Regions from separate parts of the Oryctolagus cuniculus genome. Here region 2 is linked to region 1. The links are chromatin contacts, called in public Micro-C maps. All regions are on one chromosome and are shown on one strand. Each heading gives the region's core, a stretch centred on a gene start, on an enhancer-like site or on the middle of the called end of the contact. The rest is flanking DNA. Distances are from core to core; before and after follow the strand shown. Region 1 has its middle 15 kb from the start of BCL9. Region 2 has its middle 81 kb from the start of BCL9.

Region 1 (4,372 bases), core at 957-3,456:
AACCAGCACACAGCGTCGACCACAATGTAACTCTTCACATAGCCACTCGCTCTCCCCTGAAATCAATGCCAGGGACTCCTCTACCTTGGCCTTAACCAAAGGCTAAGTGTGTGTCAGTTCCAGCCCACCCCGGAGTCTCTCCACTCACACACGGTTGGGTCCACTTCTCTGCTTAACCTAGCAACTTTCCCAACCCTTAAGTGGATTCCAATTTAGATCCAAGTCCCTGGTATCGCCCAAATTCCACTCTCCCTCCCCCTCCTGCTGACCAGGGGGCTCAGGCGGGCTCTCAGGCCCCCTCCTCCAGGCCTGGCGGCCCTCACAGCAGGCCCCCAGCACCACTCTCACAGGCCTCTGTTCCTCCCTCCCTTTGCTCTGGACACAAGAACCAAGCCCGCTGTTCTCCTGGGGACATCTCCATTTCACCAGGCTCACCCACTCACCAGTGACATCTTAATAGTCTCTCCAACTTTGAAAGGCCAGTGGCTAGGGCCCCACTTTGAAAATCACTGGTGTGTCCCCCGACCCTCACAATGACTCAGTGACCTAGACGCCGCCACTCACCTGCTGGAGCCCCTTACGACGGGCAATTCTCGGCGCTCACCTCCCCCCACCCTTCAACAAGTCACTGGCCTGCAAAGTCCCCTCCTATCTCCCTAGCAATCCCCGCCTGGGGTCTTGCGGACCCCACCAAACTCAATCCCAATTCCCTTATTGAGCTCTCCATCTCGCCCCTCCAACGCCCCGGCATCCCAGGACCTGGGACTGTCCCATCTCCTCATTTCACCTCTCCAAGCACTGCTTGGGACACAAACCTCAAACATCGAGAGACGCCCCCTCCCCCGTCTCTCCTCACCGCTCGCGAGGCGCCCCGACCTCCCCCCACAGGTTCCTCCAGACTCAACTCCCTAAATCTGCAACCGCGACCCCCGCCCCTGCCCTCCCCCCACGGCTCTCGGCGGCTGCGGCTGCCCCTGCCCCCAAACCCGCTCAAAACACGCGGACGCGGACCCGGCCCCCCCTACCCCCGGCTCCGCTCCTTCCCCTCCCCCTCCCCCAGGTGCCACTTACCCCGGAGCAGGAGTGGGGGAGGGGCGAGGAGGAGCAGAGTAGGGGAGGGGGCCTCGGTGCAGGGCGGCTCTCAGCCCCGGGGGGCCGGGGCCGGGGCCAGCGGCAGCGGCGGCGCAGCGTCTCCCCCCGGCGGCGGCGGCGGCGGCGGCGCCGTCCCACTCCCGCAGGCACACATAGGCTCCATTGTCCGCCGGCGCCTCCCCCTTTCCGGCTCCCCCCTCCCGGGCCCGCCCCTTCGCCCTCCCCTCGGCCCTCCCCCAGCCGCACCGCGCCACGAAAGGTACAGCGGCCCCGCCTCGGACGCGAGCGGAGCAGCGCCCCCTCCCCCCGGCCCCGACGTCCCGCCCGGCGGGGGAATGGGGCCCGCCCTCTCCCGCCTCAGCGCCCGGCCCCGCCGCCGGGAAGGGCCCGCCCCCCTCCGGGGAATGTCACCGCTCCCCCTCCCGGAACGCGCGCAATGGTACCAACCCGGCCGCTTCCTCCTCCCCCTCCCCCGCCTTCCCGGAGAGGCCCCGCCCCGCGCCCCGCCCCCAGGAGCCTCGCCTCCCGGCCCCGCCCCTCGCCCCGACAGTTACCAAGGGGCCGCCCACCGCGGCACCACCCCCTGGTTTGCATGGGCACGCCCTCCAGGTCGCCTCCCGGTTCGTCACCGGGCCAGAGGTGACGCCCACTGCCCACCTTAAAGCGGCAGAGCCCTCTTTCGCAGCTGAAAGAACCTCCCGGAGGGCGGGCGCTCCTTTCCCGCACCTCCTCCCCGCGCTCACTCACCCGGACCTCCCCGGCGCCGCCCGTCGCTCCGGAGCGGCCGAGGGGCTGGAGGAGGCGCCGAGGGGGAGGGCGGCGTGGGATTTGGCCATCTTTGACGGAAACGAGCTAGAGCTGCTGAAGGAGCCCGTCTTCCCCGCGCTCTTCCCTGCCTCCTAGGTCCCGGCCTCGGCCTCAGCCGTCGAGGCCACGCCGGGGTGCGAGTCCCCCTTGCGCCTCAGCATCGCCCTCCGTCCGCACTGCCTGTCCCGTGCCGGCTCGCGCCCCTCCACCCTCTGCGGAGCAGGTGGCCGCCAGGGCCCTGGGCACGCGGCGGCTGGGACAGCTCGCTGCGTCCCTGTCGGGCCGGCCGGGCGTCGCTCCCGCGTCCCCTGCGGGGACCTTCTTCCCGGCACCTCGAAGCGCTCCGCCACGTCGGGATCGCTCGCCAACCCCGACCTGGGAGCCGCCTGCTCCGGAAGACTCCACGCCCGGGGACCCGGCGCTGTGCCGGGAGAAGAGGCAGAGGGGCGCCCACGAGACTGCACTTTTTCTCAGCAGGGAAAGCGAGGGCATCGTGGTCGGCGCTCGCTACTGCGTGTTTTACCTGGGAGGCCGCGGCCACTCGTGACCGCAGACCTGTCGGCTCGCAGCCCTGCCCCAAACGCCGCTGTCATCTGTGCGTGTGTGTCTGTGCTGTGGAGTCTCGGGCTAAGCTGCCCGCGCATCCCTGTGCGCCGCCCCCGCGGCTCTTCTGACCGCCGGGGGCCGAATGCCAGGGTTAGAAGGTGCAGCGAATCATTGCCCCCAGGCCGACACGGGGAGGCGAGGAGAGGCACACTGGCTTCTCCCACCCAAGGTTTCAACCAAGACCCTCTGTGTCAGGGTCCCCATCTATAAAATAGGACACCTTCCTTGGGTCCGCCTGTTAGGGGACGGCGCCCGTTGTACACACAGGACGCTCCTCACAAGAGAGTCCTAAATGATGGCGCTCATGCACTGCTTCCCAAACCACTGAAAACTCTTGTAACGTGGTCACGGAAGTTTCTGAATCGTGGCTTTCCCACTCAGGGCCTCCGAAAAACTACCCAGATGTTTGCCTTTGTTTTCTTACAACCAAGGATATAGATGAAGGGGAACGTGGGAATACACGATGTTAATCCAAGAGCAATGGGAGAATCCTTAATAGGAAATCATGCAAATAACAATGATTTTGGCCCTAGAATGTTCGGCGTAACATAGCTAAGAACCTCTCTGCACGAAGACAGGAGGGAAAAGTCAGGAATGGATATAAGACACCAGGAATACACGAGAGACTCTGGGATGGCTCTTGCAGGTAGAAGAGGGACTGTAACAGATGGTACAGGATGTGCCTAAAAGAAGAAACACTGTGAAAATAAGCTGAGCTCTGGGCTTGAGGTGTTTCTGACCAGAATAGCAGCTCAGCAAAGCTTAAATAAAAACTCATTATAATAACAATAACACACGTGTAAAAAACTCCTAGCCATTTTCTTAGGCATTAAGCCCTCACATAACCATATGTGTCAAAATGTAAAATTACTCAATCAGAAGAAAAACCCAAATGAATATGAAGTGCACAACACTAGGGTAAAAGAGGAATAATTTTGAGAATTTCAGCATCCTATAAGTCAGGAGTCATAAAAGTTAGGGTCTCCATAGTAACCTTAATTTAGCTACATTGCATATGGGTTTAAAGCATTGTTTATTCTATTAAATGGTTTATCTTGAATTTTCACCCCTTCAGTTGTCTCACTTCCAGGCGTTTCCATCCCACTTGAGGAAGAATTCTATTTTGGCGTATGAGGATCTAACACTGTATATACAGATAATGACGAAATCATTTTAAAAGCATCCTATAAATAAAAGCTTCAAACTGTTTCTGCTACTCTAGAGAGTCTAAGGTAAGAAATCATATTTTTTACCCAAGTGGTACACTTGTTTTTAAAAATAAAGGCTTTTGACAGTAAAGAGACTTGGTTTTGACTGCCTTAGTTCCTGAAATTTGCTTCTCATAAGGGTGATAAGCACTCATTGCATTGTGAACGTGGAGAAATTCAGTTTGGCTTCTTGGTTCTTCAACTAAACATAGCATCTGTGTTATTTCTGTTTGCCTGCGGCCTTTTCCACCTGCAAACTCCACTTTGGAGTTGAGAGAACTAGTGCTTTTGTTTCCTCAGCTCTTGATAAACTTACCTTTCAATTTTTAGGGTTGGAAGGAACCCAGACCCGTTTCACAGAGGAGAATTTCCATGGTTTGCCAAGACTGTGCTCTTTCTTAGGGACTGGAATGCGAGTCCTGCACTGCCCGGCACTGTTCTAACTTCTCAGCGAGTGCTCATTCCCAACCATCTTTACTGCTGCAGAAGAGAACATGACGTTTTCCCTTAGGAAGGATGCCACTGAGAAAGGTTGAGCCCACTCAGCCAGCGGGCGTTAGAGCTGAGAGGCCCTAGTAGATTCTCACTTGAGACAAAGCCGCAGCTTGTCCCCTGCGTTCCTGCTCTTGTTCTGTTCCTCGGCCTCGTCTTCCAGACCC
Region 2 (4,372 bases), core at 895-3,394, 66 kb after region 1:
AAGATCTGCTGCCTACAAAGGAGAAAGCAGCTAAGCGTTAAGATATAAAGTACAGCCCTATTCTAAGAAAACATCAAATCTGGGCTTTGGGAGGGCCTTCTTTGCCAGAGTCAGGCCAATGAATTTCTTTCCTTGATCCTTTCCCACACCCTAACGTCAGGTTTCCAGGCCTCTGTGGGAAGAACATAAATGTGTTCACCCAGGGCTGGCCTTTTGCTTCAACCTCTCCTATCACAGGGAGCCAGGGAGTCCATCTGATAAACACTTGCAGTTACATTGAAAGGAGGCACAGCCTCCCAGACTTTTACAGAATTTTTTTTTCTTGGACAAGCAGCAGAGTCACAGAAAACCTAGAATTAGGAAAGAAAGCAAAATTCCCCCAAGAGAATTCAGAGAGAGACAGGTACAACTGAGAGGCGTGAAACAATCAGTGTGCAAGAACAGAAGAAAGGACATCTACAGTTCAAGAAAATAAGCAGGCAGTCCTTGCTTTGAAAAAGAAAATTGTTGGAGATGAATATTAAGTCCCATCTTAGCCTTCTATTCCCATCTCTCAAGATGTCACTTTAAAACGCAAAAGGTTTTATCCACAAAACCACCAGCGAGTAAACAGTCTTCACATTCTTACCCTCACACACACACATACCGTAAGATATTTACTCTCTGATAAACAGCAATTGTAAATAAATCTCTTTTAATCTCGCCAAGCCACAATAAGAATCTTTAGCCTCCAAGGTAGAGTTTACAGCTGTGTGTGGTTGCCCTGCCAGCACCACACAACACTAGGGCTGGGGCAAACTACTCTCCAGAAGGCACATTTTGCCTCCCAAGCATCTCACGATGACCTTCTTTTTACAAAAAGATGTACTAGGGAGGAGGAGAGGGGAAAACCCGACCCCTCCCACCCCATTCTCCGTCCAAATCGGCCAATAAATCTAACGAAAAGATACAAGAGAACAGGACAGAAGCCAACAGGTGGAAAAAGGCTTTTTGTTTCCTTAGAAATGCTCATCACTTGATCTGTGCTCCCGGCTCTCCTCGACTCAGGGCGTCTTTAATGCCGGTTTATTACCGCGAGGATGATGATCGAGAATAATGATCACACTTCTACTTGGTGATTCCACAGCCTCTCTAGCTTGAAGATTTCTCCACGCGTGTTAGCCACAGCGCTCAGCTCTGGTCGCTAGATCCCAGGGAGACGTGCAACGGCATCCCCAGTCAGCTCTCGGACGGTTTCCCGGACGGGGAAACTGAGGCAGGGGCACCCCACAACTCCGTGACAGTGCCTCCGAGCGCAGGAATCCCCGAGGCGGGGAAAGTTTCTGCCTCGTCTCGCGGCAGAGTTCTCTGGCTCTCCCTGCTCGCCGGCCATGCCGCTGCGCCCCCGCCGAGTCTGGGCTCGGGTGACAGGGCTCGGGCTGGAGCTGCCCTCGGCGGGGGGCGAGTCCACGCGCCCACAGACCCACGGGCACACTCGCTCGCACACACAAAGCTCGGCGCAGTCCCTGCGGCCGCTCGCTCGGCAGAGCCCCCGCAGCCCTGGCTCGGCCCGAGAATGCCCCGCTCGCCCGCGGCTCGCCGGGCCTCCAGCGAACCGCGGCTCTGCCCTTCTCTCCCTCTCTTCCACGCTGCTCGCTCGCGCGCGCGCTCTCTCTCTGTCTCTCCCTCCCACCCTCCACCCCCACACCCTCCTCCCACCCCTCTCCATCCACCCCTTCTCCCCCACCAACCCAGAGGCACACAATCGTGTTCCTGGGGTTCCCTCGAAAGAGGGGCCACCCCAGCCCCGAGCGCCTAGAAAGACTTCCAGGGCCAGCGCAGGAGCTGCAATCGCAGGACCCCAGCGCGCCTCCTGAGCAGCGCAGGAATGAGACCCCCACTTCCAGGCACCGGCGAACGAGCCTGCCGCCGAAGGAGGAATTGTTAGGGCGCTTACCTTTTTTATGAGGAGAAATTCTGGAGAATCATTTCAGAAACTGAGGGGGGAAAGTGAATGAAGACAAAAAAGACCCTTTTCCTGCAATCCCTGGCCTCCTGGTATCAAGACACCAGGACAACATCAAAGCAACTTAGGGGGAACACTTTAGGGGCCTATTGTCTGCTCTGGTCTGATCTGTTTTTCTTCTGCCTCCCCCTCTTGCTGCGGTGACACTTGGTACGGCCCAGGCATTCATGCCAAGTAGCTTTCACACATGGAAGCTTGTCTCAAGCAATTGCTGACAAGCCACAAACAAGACATTCTCCCTCCCTTCTCCGCGCCCCCCCCACTCCCCCCTCCACCTTTTCCTCCTCCTCTCTTGTCTCCCCTCCTCCTTTCTTCTGAATGCAAACTAAAACTCTCCAGTGACAGGCAGGCTTGCAGGCTTGGCCTAGCTGCGCAGGCAGGCACACACACACACACACACACACACTCACTCACTCACACGCCAGCAGCTCAGCTAGTTGCTGCTGCACTGGTGGAGTTCAGAGACAGGAAAAGCCCAGCCTGAGTTGGGGGCAGGGAGAGAAAGAGAGGGAGCATGAGAGAGCGGAGAGCTGTCCTAGTAAAATGGCAGCGGAGAGGTGAGCCCTTTGGAACACGGCACACACGTGTGCGCACGGACAGACAGACAGACAGACTCGCAGGCCGTCTGAGCACCAGCGAGAGTGAGACGGAGGACCCGACAAAGGGGAAAACCAGGTCCCATCAGCCTGAGACTGGTGGAGAGTGGAGGTCCGCGTGGTGGTGGGTGGACCCAGCACTGGGCTGCCCATGGGATGGTCAGCTGGATTGTCATCTCCTTCCTTGTTCCCTAAGGCTCTGGGCTTCCTTCACTGCATAATGAAGCATAGGCCAGGCTACTAGTTAAAATAAAGCCACGAAATGTGTAACTTAAACTCAACTGTAGGTTCAACTTGTACCCAGGATATTTTTAAGTGCAGCATTTTTTTTTTTAAACACAAACCCTAGAGAGCAGTAGCAAGGAGAATAGTAACAAGTAGTGTAAACTATGAGAGCTGTGAAGTGTGATGCTGAAGTTACTGATTGCCAGGCGGCAGGAATTTATGGAGGGGTGGGCATGCGAGTTACGGTGGGGGGGAGGGTGAGTCTGTGAGCTGTTCTCCAGGAATGGGAGGGGGGTGAGGTAGGATAATGAATATGGCAAGAAGCAAGCAGGAATTTGATTGGTGTGGAGTGAGGAGGGTGGGGGGTTGGAAAAGGTGGGAGAAAGAGAGAAAGAGAGAGGGGGAGAGAGAAGCAACACTGCATCAAAAGAAGAAGAAATATGGACGGCCAGGCGTGGAAACATGTGGAATAAGTGGAATAGCAGAGGAAGGCCCAGAATCTGTGCATAGCTGCAGATGGCATGAGCTCAGGAGGAAGAGATCAGGAGGAAGAATGACAGGGGGACTGCAAGACAGTCGGATCTTTGTCATGTGTGGTGTCAGAGCGAGCCAGGTCTCCTCTGCCTGGGCCCCGAGTTAGCCCTGTGCTCCAGGGTCTGAACAGAATCGCAGCTTCTGACTGGTTCTAAACCAGATTTGGCTTTTTGCGCGAAGCTTGCTTCTCCCCTGTTCCTCTACAAAACAAAAATGAGGTGAACACACTCATACCTTCCTAGGCATGCGGTAAAGAAAAAAAACTATGGTTCTTTTAATACTTCCTAATAGCCGACTGGCCTGCTGTTCCCGAAAACTCATCTCATCCTTGTTCCTGTTACTCCTGTCTCTTGGTTGACTTCCCCATTGTCACTGATCCCTAGATCAGTCTGTGCCCCATTGCCATGAACAGCGGTGGTGATGATGATGGTAATAATCGCTCAGTACCCAGTATTTATGTGCTTCTCCGCATTTGTTCCAAGCCTGAGATGATTTCTAGTAAGAACACCTTCATTTACAGATGATGAACAATGAGGCACAGAGAGGTAGAGTAACTGGTCTGGGGTCACCCAGCACAGCAGAGTGAAGCTGAAAGCAAGATGAGCTCTGTGTGGTCCTGCCCTGAGTAGCCCAGGTTCCCGCGGCTCCCCAGGCCCAGTGGACTGAGGCCACCGTTTCTGCCCCCCAGGGCTGGTTTGGATCCTGCCCCTCTGAGCCAGGGGAACTTCTGACCTCCCTTACCAGGCTCCTGACTCACCCTCCACTTCTAAGAGGTGGTGACTCACTGTGCACAATGAGGCCTCCTAGGCAAAAATTGCACAAGGGGTCACCTTAACCTTTCATGACGATCTGCAGATTGCCAGGCAATGGAGAAAGGCAGCCAGGGCCAGGGCAGCTTCCCTTCCTTAAATACAAATGTGTACGTTACCAATAACAAAAGGGTTGCAAGCATCCACACAATGTTGATGATAATGACCGTGACAGCAGCTAACATGTGGTAAGCACCTACATA

What was found. Hi-C and Micro-C count contacts between places; a contact is called where the count stands out from the background.
Region 2: a Micro-C map of ear pinna shows a contact between it and region 1, with 4 times the contacts expected there. The contact joins two enhancer-like sites. A contact is called at or near these places in 5 of 6 Hi-C or Micro-C datasets (ear pinna, embryonic fibroblasts, liver and 2 more).

Annotation. Positions count from the first base shown.
Region 1 is chr7:49,614,700-49,619,071 of mOryCun1.1, forward strand. No RefSeq gene overlaps it. Among named protein-coding and RNA genes, the nearest start is that of BCL9, 15 kb to the left of the region's middle. Within about 2 kb of position 2,207, at least 6 of the 8 cell types and tissues checked have an H3K27ac peak or open chromatin away from gene starts, as enhancers often do. A contact at or near this core is called in ear pinna, where this site is marked.
Region 2 is chr7:49,680,672-49,685,043 of mOryCun1.1, forward strand. No RefSeq gene overlaps it. Among named protein-coding and RNA genes, the nearest start is that of BCL9, 81 kb to the left of the region's middle. Within about 2 kb of position 2,145, at least 7 of the 8 cell types and tissues checked have an H3K27ac peak or open chromatin away from gene starts, as enhancers often do. A contact at or near this core is called in ear pinna, where this site is marked.